3 separate regions of the Mus musculus genome follow, and regions 2 and 3 are each linked to region 1. A link is a contact called in public Micro-C data. All regions are on one chromosome and are shown on one strand. The core of a region is the stretch at or near the end of the contact, and the rest is flanking DNA. Distances in the headings are between cores, read along the strand shown. Region 1 holds the start of Lhcgr (luteinizing hormone/choriogonadotropin receptor). Region 2 has its middle 93 kb from the start of Lhcgr. Region 3 has its middle 73 kb from the start of Lhcgr.

Region 1 (5,008 bases), core at 1,432-3,931:
CTGCTTCAGCTGAGAGCTCACTCTAACAAACATGTCTCCCTCATCCCTGATGCCCTCTGCCTGTCATTCTCCATGAGTTCCTTCCTCTATTCTTTTTTTTTTTTTTTAAAGAAAAACAAAACAACAAACCAAAACCATCCATTATCCTGATTGGTTCCCATCTGTCTCTGCGTTTGGGCTCTTTAATTTTATGCTTTCTTCTTCTAATAAGTAGGCATAGGTGCGAAAGGGTGGTGGAGAAGGGCACATGTAGCTGGAGGACGTTTCTGCCACCGCGAAGAGCAATGCAGTGGTTCCCATCCTCAGCGCTCCCCAGGGTTTCTCAGCATTTCTGATTCAGTGTGATGGGCAGAGCCTGAGCTCCAAGTCTAGCGTGGATGCTCCTGTTGCTGGCAGAAATTCCTACTTGGAGAAACATTGTTTCTAAATGACAAGCTTTCTATATTTTCATGTGCAACTCTGTTTTTACATGGATGTTGAGTTCTCCCTGTTGTTCCTACAATGGCTCTACCATCACCTAGCTCTGATCTGAAGGACAAGACCACAACACTTCAGACATCTGATATTAGGAAGCGTGATCTTGTAAGAAGTGCTGTGCTTGATGTGGGACTTTCTGAACGTCTAGGAGAGGTTGAACTCGGTGATGGATGCTAAGGAACTCCCTGTAGAGGATGCTGGAGATTCTTGTGGATAGTGAAGGGCTCCCAAGCCTTCAGAACCAACTCCTAAGAACCAGAATAGCTAGCTGTAATTTTATTGTTCCCTTCTCCCACCTAGCCATAGTGAGCACTACAACCATTTTGAAGCCTTGTTTAAACCATGCCTTAGGGCAATGAAGTATAGTCTTGTAGTTTCACTTTAGCTTTCTTCAGGAAAGGGGCCTATCAGGGGTCTCCTCCTGAGGCAACACGTGGACACCTCGGTATCCAAGGGGCTAGAACTTAGCTCATCCAACTCTTCTTCTTCGGCTATAGGCACTTTCCAGCCAGTACCAAAGTTGAAGATGTTGGGAGCAGTTATTTTAATTAAAGGAAAAGTAATTTTCTTAGAAAGACAAGCAACTGCAGCAAGGTAGTGAATAACATCTCCCTGGGCAACATAATAGGCGAGGGACCTGGAGCAAGGGATTCCATTTAGTCTACTGGATCTTAGATCTCAGAGTCCCACTAAAGCTCCAGGCATGCGAGGACTGCTAGCGACACAATCACACACAAGAGCAACGCAGAAGGTTTTGTCACACAAGGGCACGGCCAGAACTTGGGAGGCAGTTCCATGGATTTGCTGATTGATTGAAACAAACTCTATCAGCACGGTCCTTGCCTTTAGGGAATAGAACTGACACGATAATTAATGGAAGCTAATTAATAGAAACCCCTCAACCCTTAACTGTTTCTCTCACCCACAGCTATTCCTAGAAGGCCATTAACTTGCCCATAGAGAACAGAACAAGTACTCAGGGAAGGTAAATTCCTCCAAGAAGCTGTCACAGATAGGCTGCTGGCCTCCCAAGGGGAAATATTACCGGATCAGATAAAACACAGGGCAGATCTCCACCAGCCTGGGGCATTTGTGGTACCTCCTACTTCCTTTGTTTTTTATTGAGATTTCAGTCATGTAACTTGCAAGTCATTGTTTCAAACGCACAATGCCATGGTTTTAGTTTTCTTATGTGAAACCATTACTTCAATCCAATTTTAGTAGAACCCATCACTCTTAACCTTACCACTATTAGCAGACACCCACTGCTGCCCACCCATCCTTATGCCCAGGCCTCATGCCCAGGGAGCTACTGACCTACCCGCCATTCATCCTTCTGGCCATCTGGCAATTTCCATAAATCAGGGTCACTCAACCTGAGGAACCCTTTTCAACATGGAAGGGCAGTTGGTACCTTAGCACAAACGGCTTTCTCCTGCCTTTATCCCACGGTTTCAGGAAGCAGTGGCCCTTCCCTGCTTGCAGATGCTTGCAGATGCTTGCAGTGCCTTTATCACGTCTGTGAGTGTGACCAGAAGCCAGATAACAGGCATTTCTTCCACTCCTTAGCTAGCCAGGCTGAGGCAAATACATCACTCACCGGGTGGCTCGAGGTTATTCCAGCTGACAAATTAGGCCCTGAGTACTTTGCTCTTAGACAGCAGAGCACAGCCCACAGCAGCCTTCAAAGACCTGGCTGGCCAAAGCGCAGAACCACTCAGTGAAGGAGGGGTACCCAATTCACCAAAGGGGCAGAGAGAAGCTTCCTCAGGTTTGGGGGCAGTTTAAAGTCACCTGCCTCAGTCTCCCCTATGGGGGAAGTGCAGGTCTGGGCTGTACTGGGATAACAAAGACAGCCTGAAGATCTGGGTCCTCGTCACTGGGAAGGAGTGAGAAGTTGACCAGGGTCCAGCCTTACGTCCTGCTTCCCAGCAATGGGGCCCAACATCGAGTAACAAAAGGCAGGGACCTGGGGCGCCCTGTACTCACAGTCGGGCGAGGCCAGCTCGAGGGCCAGGGCAGCGCAGGGCACCATCCGGCGCGCAGTCGCAGGGCTCAGGGCAGCGCGACCCTGACAACTCTGGAGAGTGCAGCTGTGACTGCTTCAGCACCAGCATTGCCAGCACCAGCAGCTGTCTCAGAGCCGGGACCCGCCGCCCCATGGCCCGCCAGCCTGAGTGTGAGCTCCGGTGGCTAGGCCAGTATGCTGGACCGCCCGGGGGGCCCGCCCGTACCCTCTGCCCGCCCCTCGGCCTGCCTTCCCACCCGCCGGCCCCCGCCCGCTCCAGCCCTCCCCTCTCACCGCCTGTCCCTGTTCTCCTTGACCTGGGACTGTGGCCAGCCACCCCATTGCTGTTTCCCTAAGACTTGCCCTCTGCTCTAAGCTTGCAAATGAACTGAGGGTTAGAATATAGAGTCATGTGTGGTAAGCGCTTAGAGTGAGGCTTTGAACTCTGCTCTGCCATGGTCCCCATGAGACTTGTCTTGGTTCTATGAGATGTCTCTGTCCATATCCACATCGGAAGAGCCAAAGTGCCAGGCCTGCTGTGTCTTAGCTCTAGGCTCTGCTCCTCCATTCTTGACAAGAAATCTCTCCATTCTCTGCTTCCTCACTGATCTCTCTGCTTCTCTTGGTTGTAACTGTTCTCCTCAGCATAGCTATTTGGGTCTGTCCTATATATCCCCACTGCACTGTGAAGCCCTTGAGGGCAAAATTCAGTTTGGACTCACTTTGTATTCTTTTTTTTTAGTTAACAAAGGCTTGCTATGTGAGTGGGTAAAATGGCCTCAACGGGTGTGCACCGTGCTTTAAGACTGTGATAGATGCCTTGCCGCACATCATGTCTGTTACACCAGACTCTTAGGGCATTTGTAGCAGGAACATAATACCCAACAAGGTATACAGTTTCTATGGTAACCCAACTTGTGGATGGAGGAGTGCTTTTTGACTCCTGTCTGTCACCCACCTGTCTCTTACTAGTGGAAAACCTCTGCTATAGGGTCTGTGATTCTAAACCCCGCAGAAAGAAAACCTGATCTTACAGCAGCCCCAGGAACAGGTCATTTCCCCTCTACGGTGTTCATTAGGCATCGTTCCTTCCAAGGATTGATTTTGGACTCTAGAAATATTAGCAATTTTCTTTTTTCTGGAAGAGGTGGATGTTGAGCCCTGTAAAGACATCTAAAGCTTTCAAGACAGAAAGCAGGGCAGAGTTCTTGTTCTGAAAGGCAGCTTCCTCAGTCACCAGCTTGCAGTCTTTTGCCCAAACCTGTAAGGTAGATGATCATTATTCTATTGCTCTTGTTTTGAAATCACCCAGCTCTGCTCACATTGTGTGGGATTTGATCTTTGCTGATTTACATTTTCATGTCTTTGTGCACACTTCCCAAAGCTTGCTTGATGCCGTCTTCCTTTTCTGGTATTCCACTGGGCAAGCTTCTGGTTGTATTTCAAGACAGACTGCTGCCCCTTCCATGGGAGCCTTCTCTAACTCAGAATAGCTTAATAGGCCCTGGTTCTAAAGCTTGTAGCTTAAAAAGCACTGAAGGACGTGATTTTGCTTTCCCCTTTCAGTTAACCTTAGTACTGAGTGGCTCGTCACGGCTTCTGGTTCGTAGGTGTCGCTCCGCACATATCTGATGAACGATTAAATGAACAGTGAAATCTGGGCTTGAGACTAGAGCAGATACTCCGAGTCACAAGAGACGAGCGTCTCAGCTTTATCTGGTTTGTCCCGAGCCATCCTGGATGTATCTACATAGGAACTGAGCGATGGCCCAGATGTATCCCGGGTTTATGCTGTGTCTCCTCCTCATTTAGCATTGTCAGGTTTTGGTAGTGCCGGTGAAAGCTTTCTGACTTCTCTACCATGGAGCCATTAAGGCAGAGAGAATAAATGAGAATAAAAGTGGCTGAATGGCATTTATTTCAAGGCTCATGTTTTATGGGTAGCCTTTACTTTTTATTTTATTTTATATCATATCATATCATACCATATCATATCTCCTATATATCTATGTGTGTGTGTGTCCTAGAGAATATACCTACTCCTCACTACCCCGTGTATATTTACAGCCACCACTGACCCTCTGAGAACAGTGGGTTATTCTAGGAAGAGCTGTCTCACTGTGCACTCCAATAGCAGAAGCACTGGGAAATGGAGACACCAGGAGGTTCTTCTGATCTGTGTTCAGCATTGTGGCTTGGCCTTTAGTTTCTTCCTCTGTAGGAGAAAGGTTGGAATTCATATCCCATAAAAGTCTCCCCCCCCCCAAAATGCATGAACTTTTGAGGGACACATAATGTGTTGCTGTATATAGGACCTGAGAGTTTGTCTTGGGAATCAAATTCTGTTTACAAAAAGCAAGGTTGTTAACATGGAAGAAAGTTTCAGAAAAAAATTCTGTCTATGATTAATTTCAGTTGGATCTTATTACAGTCAATTCTTGCTGTGTATCCAAGATAGCCAATTGATTGGATTGATTATTACAGTCACAAACATTTGCTACAGTGGAACTTATCTTCCCTATT
Region 2 (5,008 bases), core at 1,555-4,054, 94 kb after region 1:
AACAAAAAACCAATGGAAGGAGTTACAGAGACAAAATTTGGAGCTGAGATGGAAGGAAGGACCATCTAGAGACTGCCCCACCTGGGGTCCATCCCATAATCAGTCACCAAATGCAGACAATATTGCATAAGCCAAGAAGATTTTGCTGAAAGGACCCTGATACAGCTGTCTCTTGTGAGGCTATGTCAGTGCCTGGCAAATACAGAAGTGGATGCTCACAGTCAGCTATTGGATAGAACACAGGGCTCCCAATGGAGAAGCTAGAGAAAGTACTCAAGGAGCTGAAGGGGTCTGCAACCATATAGGTGGAAAAACAATATGAACTAACCAGTATCCCCATTGCTCATGTCTCTAGCTGCATATGTAGCAGAAAATGGCCTAGTCGGCCATCATTGGGAAGAGAGGCCCCTTGGTCTTGCAAACTTTATATGCCTCAGTACAGGGGAACACCAGGGCCAAGAAGTGGAAGTGGGTGGGTAGGGGAGCAGGGCGGAGTGAGTATAGGGGACTTTCGGGATAGCATTTGAAATGTAAATGAAGTAAATACCTAATAAAAATTGGAAAAAAAAGAAAAAAAATATTAACAAAAATATGTAAATGCACTCAAAGCAAGATTGTGTGTGTGTGTGTGTGTGTGTGTGTGTGTGTGTGTGTATGTGTGTGTGTAGTTCCCCCACAACAAAAAAGAAAATAATTCATGGAGATTACTATGCAGGAGGTTTTGAAGGCAGGAATCTATCTTGTTCTGTTGGTGCTCAAATTAGCAGAACAAAGCCATTTAGAGATACTGCTAACTGCTTCTGGCAAGCCTCCAGTTTAGACAGTAGAAAGCAGTTGCCTCTAGATTGTTTGGTCTCTGAGGGCAGAAGTAGTATAGTATATACCTTCTTCCATGAAGGTACTGTGATATCTCAGCATTATAAACAGCACCAACATGATGGCTTCTGAAGTCCAGGTGGCAAAAACAGGTAACTTCAGGCTGAAACTAGAACCTGCATTAGGTAATTCCCTTCTCTCTCTGCTTTCTTCTCTTTTGGCTCCCATGAGGCACAGAACAGGCAGGCAAATGGATGGAAGTAGAAAATATCATCCCGAGTGAGGTAATTCTGATCCAAAAGGACATGTATGGAATGCAATTACTAAAAAGTGGATATTAGAAAAAAAAAGTACAGAATACTCAAGAAATACCCAAGATACAATCCACAGAACACAAATAGGCCAACGAGCTGAAGGGCCCAAGTTGAGGGTGCCTCAGTTTCACTTTGGAGGGAGAAGAAAGCAATCATAAGTGGGGAGGGAAGGAGGGACCTGGAAGGAAAAATGGACAGGAAGGGGGTGGGGGTGGGGGTAGGGGTAGGGGAACCTAATCTGGTACTGGGTGAGGGAAAAGGACTGAAGCCCTGAGGGGCAGCAGAAAGAATGAAAACTGGCAACTTCAGAAGATAGGAGGCTGTGGGGATCCTCAGTATGCACCAGAGACCTGGGTGGTGAGAGACTCTCAGGACTCAAAGGGAGGGACCTTAGATGAAAAGCCCCACAGTAGGGAGGAAACTTACAGAGCTCACCTCCAGCTGGGAGGGAGGGGGTTGACATCCTGCATTCAAAACTCTGACCCATGATTGTTTCTCTCTGAAAGAGTGAGTACATACCATTCATGTCCTTTCGGGTCTGAGTTACCTCACTTAGGATGATATTTTCTAGTTCCATCCATTTGCCTGCAAAACTCTTTTCTTTTTTGAGCTACACGCTCTCATTGTCCTGAAATTTGCTGGGTAGGATAGGGAGGGGCTTCCACCCCCCTAACACTGGGCTTAGAGTATTAGCGTGCCCAGCTCTGTGTACTTTTTCATGTGAGTTTTGGTGATCCAACTTAGATCTCCATGCTTCATGGCAAGCACTTTTCCTGCCAAGCTGCGCCCCTGGCTCCAGACTCTCCTCATACTTAAGGGGGTATTATATTTGCAATGCCATTTAATTTTTATGTCTTGGATTCAGTTTATGGAGATGAGGAGAAGGTAGAGTTGGAAGAAATACAATCAAGCTCTCTCTGATGAGCAGATCTTTGCAAAGATGGGCTAGGGTTGATAAGGGCTACTGACCCCTAGCTGGGGACCTGTGAATGAGGACAAAAAGTAAAGCCAAGCCAGGAAAGGGGTTGCTGTGCTTTTGGGGGGGGGTGAGGGAGTGTCGAATCTTTGAGATTCTGTTATTCAAAAAAGACCTGCTTATGTTGCAATATATAGAAAGAAGTAACTCCCAAGAAAAGGACCCCCAGGGAAAGTGTACCCCTCAGTCCTCAGTGCACCCTTGTCTGCAGTTTCCTCTTCAACAATGGCAGGGACATGGGAGCCTGCTTCTTAGAAGGGCCAACCTCAATGCCCAGTGTGTACCATGCAAGCATAGCTACAAGTCTAAGCCACTGTAGTCCTTTCTCTGGCACAGCAGAGCAGATCCTTCCATTATCGTTCTCATGACTGACTCTTCCAAAAAAATGCTGGGAATCCATGAATATGCAAGATGCAGTATCATTTCAGCAGAACCCTCCTTCCTGCAAAGGCCTCCCTGGAGGCTAGATAAGTATCTGAGAGAAAACAACCTCCTAATTAGCAAAAAAATTAGATCACACACATCCTGACAATATCCATTTTTAATATAGTCAGAAACTAGTTGTTAAACCTGAAAAGAGAAACCACAATCCAAAGTTATGTTCCTTTTTCAGAAGAAAAACCATAGAAGGCATTCCCGTGACGAGTTCAAAAATGATTCATAAAGTGTTTAGTAATTTCAGTGGCAGAGTCGTGGCCCTGGCCAGCTACTGCTTGTGGTTTGACCTTGGGAAAGTGTGTATGTTTCTGGGCCTGTTTTCCTTACCAGTAAGATGTGTATTAAAAACCTACCCTCATGCCTATTGCCCTGCACAGAGGTTAACTGCTCTTGTCTGTGGGCTACTCCTTGAAGATTTGAAACCCCAGGTAGGAATGTTTTACTGTTTCACCGGGGAGCACTGTTGAATTCAAGGTGGCGAAGACAAGAAGAAAAAGTCTCTCCTCTTGGTGTTTATGAAGTCTTTCAAGGCTCCCCAATGAAGGGTGCTCCCCTCAACAGAAGGGTTTGGGAATGTGGCAGACACTCAATTGCTGTAACAATAATCACTGTCCTTTCTGTTTGACTAACAGAAGGGGAGTTTATGCTCACAGTAGTAGGATCCTGTAATAAGAAGTGGTCTCTCAACAATCCAATGGCCTAGGGGGAAAACCCTACTTCTTTGATACAAATACTTTACCTCCCTTTACACTTCTTGGTCCTTGAAATGCAAGCATCATGTGTTGGAGTCCGGTGGCTGTCCTGAGAGAATAAAAACAAACACCTACCCTGTGCATTGCAGGGCACCGTGCCTCAGCATCAAATAGCTGTTATGGAACTTTCATCAATCTGCACTGGACTTGTGTTAAATTAGGGAAACAAAATCTCCATTGAGTTAAAGCACCACTATTTGGAATTTTGGGTTGACAAGCTGAGCAATAAGTCAATATTAGGAAGTCTGATGCATCCAACTTGACACATCCAGATTAAAATTGACCGGTCAATTAACTGGTGTTGGAGGCACCCTTGGCTTCCTAAACAAAAACTCAGGGAAAGGAAATGGGTAAAAATTTATGAAACTGGATATTGGTTCTTTCATCCACTAGGTGTGTAAGCACACAGCTCAAGGAATCATCTTGGGGCTCAGTTTCCCTTAGGTGAGAGTTGGAGTCTGACCCACAGTTTTCTGATGGTGCCTCTGGCCACTCTTTCTCAGGACCTCAGACTCAGTGTGACATGGGACAGACCCATGCAGACATACTTTTGGTTATAGGTAGGCAAGGTGTAAGTGGGATGGATGGATGATATGTCTTTGCTTTAAAAGGTTGTTTCTTAAAGTATCATCCAGGCTACTAAGAATTTTCTTCATATGAAATCTTTGTACTTTTTGTGGATTGATTATTGAGTTAATTAGTATAATTAAGCACAATTACAAAATGAGTACAGGTCTGCGTAATCAGTTACTAACAATGTATAATTAAGTAACTATATCTTGCAATTAGAAGCTTGGAAACCACAGTGCCATTTTAGAATATTCATTTTATTCTATTGAAAAAAAGTTGTCTCAAATCTACACATAGATCATTTCCAAGAGGTGCACCTTTATCTACCGTGGAATAGGTATTTTTATTTTCATAAATTATTAATGCTACTCTTCGTGTTAAGAAGTTATAACATTCTATCTTTTTTTTCTCAGAAGAGACTTCTTTTGGTCCCCGAATTAAAATAAATCTCTTTCATATTTATGTTTGTGAAGTGGAAACTTAAGGGTTCTTTGGAAAGTCAGTTGTACTAGTAGTTTGCTGAGGCAGATACATGAAGGAATGTTTTGCTGAAGCAGGCACTGGTGAAAGGATGTTTTGCTAAAGCAAGCAGGTGAAAGGACATGTGATGGATTCTCCAATAACAGCATGCATGTATTGGTCTGCCTTACGTTGTGTAGTTGAGCTCCATTTGTTAGGACTCTGTAGAGAGAAACACACCGAAAAACTTCTTGTGGTGTGCCAGCAGCTTCCTTCTACTTCTGTAGACTTGGGTTGATTGGCAAAGAACTTCCCCTGGTGTCCCTGTTGGCCCTGGTTCCTCCTGGACACTCTTGCTGTTTCTGCTGAGGCCTGGCTGTTCCTGCTAGATTGTGCCACTGCAGCTGCTCTCCCAACACCGGACTGGACTGCTGGGATATCCATGAAGTATTTGTGAGTGGACTGAGCTGCTGCTGCAGACCTGTGAACTGTGCTGCTGATTTCCTGACAGCACAGATGGGATTTGCTCCAAAGAAGCATTTCTAAAGAGGTCCACTTCCTCCATATCATGATAACCTTTCTTCCACTACCTCTGGTGGGTGGTGGGCTAGAATGGAGGTTAAAGCATTTAAGTACCATTATTAACATTAGGGGTTTGAAAATGTAAAGGTTATATGTTTGTT
Region 3 (5,008 bases), core at 695-3,194, 73 kb after region 1:
CATTAAATAGATGCAAAGTACATTGTGTCAAGTACAAGGCTTCTCACATAAGTCCTTGCCAATCAGTAACGGCATTGCTTCTTATGGAGTTCTTACGGAACCAGAATCATCAATGTAGCTTTTAGACAACTATCGCAGCAGTCAGAGCTGGCCTCCCATACATTAAAATCTGCTTGTCACCTGTAAATTAATTAATTAGGAAGGCAAGCTTTGGAGGTGATCAGTAATAGGTTTATCACACACACTGTTGCTTCTGTGTAGACTTGCTCTGAACTTCATTGGTGAAATCAGAGTTTATGCTGCACTAAACTGAACCTAGGATTTGTCCCTCACATGCGGCAAAGCATAGAATGAAAACAATTGTTACAAAGAAAGACTTTATATTCAACCAATCCCCAGAAACAAGAGGCACAGCACACCAGTGTGGGCTAAGGCAGGGGTGGATGGGGTGGGTGGTTGATGGGGATAGACCATTGGGGTGACCAGAGTGTGTCAGGAGGCTCAAGTAGGGAAAAGGGAAAGTGTGGCCTTTAACACTGTGTAGCTGGGCCCTACCATGAGCATTTGATGTCTTGTATTACCTGGATTTGTCCTTCTATCTTTGGGCCTTCTAGCTGGTGGTTCAAAGCAGGGCTCAAGAAGAGCTGTGGGGTGCAAACACTGCTTCAATTGCTCACAGTTTCTGCTTTAAAGACCCCACAATTCTGAGACAATCTGGAAGTTTTTTAGAGGAAGTAAAAGGAGACTTGTGAAGACAGTCTGATTGGAGAGACCATTAGAGGGGTAGGGTTTTTCTCACACTGAAGGGACGTTTCTAAATTTCTTAAGCTGTTCTTCTTGTTCATGGGTAGCTGGGTCTAGACTCTGCATCCTAGAGAAGAATGACTGCAGGGATGGGTAGCTCCAGGTGGGATACCCTGCTCTATCATGGAGTCATGCCCTGTCCAGTGTCCCTAATAATAAGAGAGTGAGCCACTGCATATGAAGGGCCGTGACACTAGGACAACAGACATTTCTGTTCCCCCTGCCCGTGTGTGTGTGTGTGGTATGTATATATGTGTGTGTATGTGCCTGTCAAACCCACTCCTCTCTTTCTCTCTCTCTCTCTCTCTCTCTCTCTCTCTCTCTCTCTCTCTCTCTGTGTGTGTGTGTGTGTGTGTGTGTGAGATGACTCTTTTTGGACTAGGAAAGCACAAAAGGTGACTAATATCGAGAGTTCTTCCCTGTTGAGTAGCATGGGAATCCAGAATGAGAATTAGTTTGTGACCAAGAAAATGTGCTTGCTTTCTCCTATTTGCCCCACTTATGAAACTTCTGGAACAGTGTCACCCACACAAGAGATATCTTAAACCATAAAGATTGTCATTAGAGGACTTCCTGGAAGAAACCTTTTTGTAAAACAATTCCTTACAATGTGCATAGCCATCCCTGAAAAGACACCTCTACATTTACATCACTCATCACTCAGCCTGCCTTCTCCTCCTCCAGCCCTCTTCAATCCTTTCCCTGCTCCACCAGTGTCTGCGAGGGGTGACCTTCACGGACTACCTGACCCACATGTGTCTCTGACAGCTGGCTTTCGGTTGGAACTGATAGAAGAGTGTCAACAGGAGACAGAGAGCTGGGCTCCATCCCTGCTAGATAGTCAACATGGTCAGGTGACCACAGCTCCTGTTAGTGGCTTCCCTGTCATCAGGACGGAGTGATGACACTTTATTCTTTGTTTTTCAGGCCGTAGAGTAGGAATGCCCTTCTGTGGCTAGTACTGGGAGCCACATACCATGTTGGTTTCCTAACCCTGCACATCCCTCTGGAGGCAATCCTTCACTAATTACATCCTCTTCTTCGGAACTGGATTGTTTTTTTCTCTAGGACCTTGACTGATGACGCAAGCAAGATTATTCTTTTGCTTGTTTTTGCAGCAGTGGGAATGGTTACGGTGATCTGGTCACTTTGTCCGATGTACATTCTGCTAGTGCCTCTATGCCTATCAGTAGCCATGCAGGCAGGCAGCCTGGGCCTCTGGGTCAGCCTGTGGCTGCCTGTCACTATGGGATAGTGTTTGGATGGAGTCAGAGCTCTGTAAGCGGAGGACCTGACAAGGTACCGGCACTGGTCTGACCTGAGTTCAGGCTGCATTTCTAGGCGTGATCTCTCTTTTGCACTTGAATGATTTAAATAGTTTCTCTGATGTCTATTTCTTCATCTGTGACATGAGCTCATGCCAGCATTCACTGACTGGGCTGTGTGAGGGCAACCGAGGCCATGAGGAGAGCCGAGCACATCCAACTCAGCCTTGAGGATGTGGCTGTGGTTCGATGTTGTGTTTGGGCCTCTGCCTTTGATTTCTACATAGTTGAACTCACCCGACTCTCTATCTTGTTCCAAGATGAAAAGACGCAGGAAGCCTCATCTTGGGGAATGTCTATCATAGAGTAGAACTAACTTTTGTCTTATCTGTACAGGGTAAGGCAGAGCAGGGCAAAATCTTCCAGAAACTGAGAACATATTGGGCCCTCAGCCATCACCTCTCCAGTATGACTTTGGAGTAAAAGTACAATTTGATGAATCTCTGACACCTCAAAATCTCAAAATGTATATATCTCCCAGGGAGAACCAGCCCCACTGACTCTGAGTAGAAGAACGCTCTGAACTTCTACATGACAAATGACCCATAGCGGAGGCTGTGGAGTTTTGGAGAAGTCTGTGCAACTTTCTTCTGGGAGAAGGTGGTACACAGGCCAAGCTATAGGCCGCTTCTGAAAGAGGAGTTTCTCAAGATCTCAGTCCTCAAGGAGAGCTGACTGAAGCTCTTTTTGGTTACTGCTATTGCTTTGGCAATTTTTTTTTTATTATGCAGGACTAGGAGGCTGTGTCATTTGTCTGTCTATCTATCTATCTATCTATCTATCTATCTATCTATCTATCTATCTATCTATCTCCTCCTTATGTATTTCAGAGTGACCTGGATTTCCTAGTCTTCCTGCCTTTACATCCTGAGTATTAGGAGTGTAGGCATGCTGGGCTCTAGGCAATGTTTCTTGACCTGTGGCTGGGCCCATTTGGGGATCTATGAAGATGCTGACTCCATGGTTTCAGCCTGATTTTCAGAGGACAAGGATGACCTATATGCTACAGCTACCCCCATAGGGCTCTTTACATATAAATACCTGTTTGCATTTCAAGTTTGTCTCTTTGTCCCTCCCAGGGTGGGTGGGTGGGGGCTTGTTTTGAGGATCCTCAGCTTTAGCCAGAATTGAATATTGGGCCAATTTCAATGGGGAACAAGACCTCTCCATTGGTTCTCACAGGTAACTTGTCAGGCTCCCCCTGTGGTGTGAGCATGTTTGTGTGGGAAGACTGAGAAGTTCTTCACTAAGGATTAGTTACTCTGTGGTCAGCCCTTGCTTGCTGAGGATTTCCAGTCACAGCTGGATATCTGTGTTGACTTCTGTGTTGTCTCACCTGTTTCTTGGCTGGTCCACGACTTTGAATTTGTTCTGGTTTAGTAGTTGGGGTTCTGGCTCTTTCTCCTTCTCTTCTGTACCCTTTCTATCCCACGCTATTCATCATTTTTCTTAGTTTTACCAAGCAAACACAATCCCAGGCCCTCAACAGTGAAGAAATGAGTTTGAGTGACTTAAGTGCGTGTTGTAAACTCCCTGGCAGAATGAAGTTATTCTAAGTAACTTTGCCTGCTTTTCACTATTAAGACAATAGCCTCCATAAAATTAGAGTTTTTCCCAGGGAAAAGGAGAAACCATTACCAGCTGGTCTCCCAGGAAGAGATTTCAATTTGAGAAGTTGTCAGTTTGAAGAGACCAGGGTGAGACAGTGATGGGGTGGGATCATATCCTGACAGGGTCTGCTCAGTTATGCATCCCTCTTGTCCTCTATGTAAATCTTAGCTTCATGTCAGGACTCCGACGATTATCTAGGTGACAGCCATTGGACCTCTGTTTCTCTTTCCAATGTAGACACTCTGAATCAATCTCTTTTTCCTATTATTTTCTGTTTTGTTTGTTTGTTTTGTTTTGTTTTGTTTTTTTGAGACAGGGTTTCTCTGTATAGCCCTGGCTGTCCTGGAACTCCCTCTGTAGACCAGGCTGGCCTCGAACTCAGAAATCCGTCTGCCTCTGCCTCCCAAGTGCTGGGATTAAAGGCGTGCGCCACCACCGCCCAGCAATTTCTTTCTTTCTATTTAAAGTTTTTTTTTTTTTATTGGACATTTTCTTTATTTACACTTCAAATGTTATCCCCTCTTCCGGTTTCCCCTCTGAAAAACACCCTCCCCCTATCCCCTTCCCTATCCCCCTGCTCACCAACCCACCCACTCCTGCTTTCTGGCCCTGGCATTCCCCCCCCACCCCCACACTGGATCATACAACCTTCATAGGACAAAGGGCCTCTTTTCCCATTTATGTCCAACTAGGCCATCCTCTGCTGCATATGCAGCTGGAGTCACAAGTCCCACCATGTGTGCTCTTTGGCTGGTGGTTTAGTCCCTGGGAGCTCTGGGGGTACTGAACTTTTAGGTGTGCTGTCAAGTGCTAGGTATGCTCTCTCCAGATTCTTTTTGGAGGCACTCAGAGCTATGAGTTTTCCTCTTAGGAGTGCTTTCATTGTGTCCCATAAGTTTGAATATGTTGTGGCTTATTTTTCATTAAACTCTAAAAAGTCTTTAATTTCTTTCTTTCCTTCTTCCTTGACCAAGTTATCATTGAGTAGAGTGTTGTTCAGCTTCCACGTGTATGTGGGCTTTCTATTATTTATGTTATTATTGAAGATCAGCTTTAGCCCATGGTGATCTGTTAGGATGCATGGGATTATTCCAATATTTTTGTATCTGGTGAGGCCTGTTTTGCGACCGATTATATGGTCAATTTTGGAGACAGTACCATGAGGTTCTAGGAAGAAGCACCTTTTTGTTTTAGCATAAAATGTTCTTTAGATATCAGTTAAATCTCTTTGTTTCATTTGTTTCATAATTCTGTTAGTTTCACTGTGT

The links. A called contact is a pair of places that touch in the nucleus more often than the background predicts.
Region 2: a Micro-C map of granulosa cells shows a contact between it and region 1, with 2.0 times the contacts expected there. The contact joins the enhancer-like site here to the promoter of Lhcgr in region 1. A contact is called at or near these places in 1 of 484 Hi-C or Micro-C datasets (granulosa cells) and 1 of 9 other capture datasets (adipose tissue).
Region 3: a contact with region 1 is called in a Micro-C map of granulosa cells, with 4 times the contacts expected there. The contact joins the enhancer-like site here to the promoter of Lhcgr in region 1. A contact is called at or near these places in 1 of 484 Hi-C or Micro-C datasets (granulosa cells) and 1 of 9 other capture datasets (adipose tissue).

Annotation. Positions count from the first base shown.
Region 1 is chr17:88,789,333-88,794,340 of GRCm38.p6, forward strand. Lhcgr (luteinizing hormone/choriogonadotropin receptor) reads right to left here and starts at 2,682. Exons shown (of 11, transcript NM_013582.3): 1 at 2,467-2,682. The coding sequence starts at 2,639.
Region 2 is chr17:88,882,962-88,887,969 of GRCm38.p6, forward strand. No RefSeq gene overlaps it. Among named protein-coding and RNA genes, the nearest start is that of Lhcgr, 93 kb to the left of the region's middle. Within about 2 kb of position 2,805, at least 1 of the 459 cell types and tissues checked has an H3K27ac peak or open chromatin away from gene starts, as enhancers often do. A contact at or near this core is called in granulosa cells, where this site is marked.
Region 3 is chr17:88,862,842-88,867,849 of GRCm38.p6, forward strand. No RefSeq gene overlaps it. Among named protein-coding and RNA genes, the nearest start is that of Lhcgr, 73 kb to the left of the region's middle. Within about 2 kb of position 1,945, at least 2 of the 459 cell types and tissues checked have an H3K27ac peak or open chromatin away from gene starts, as enhancers often do. A contact at or near this core is called in granulosa cells, where this site is marked.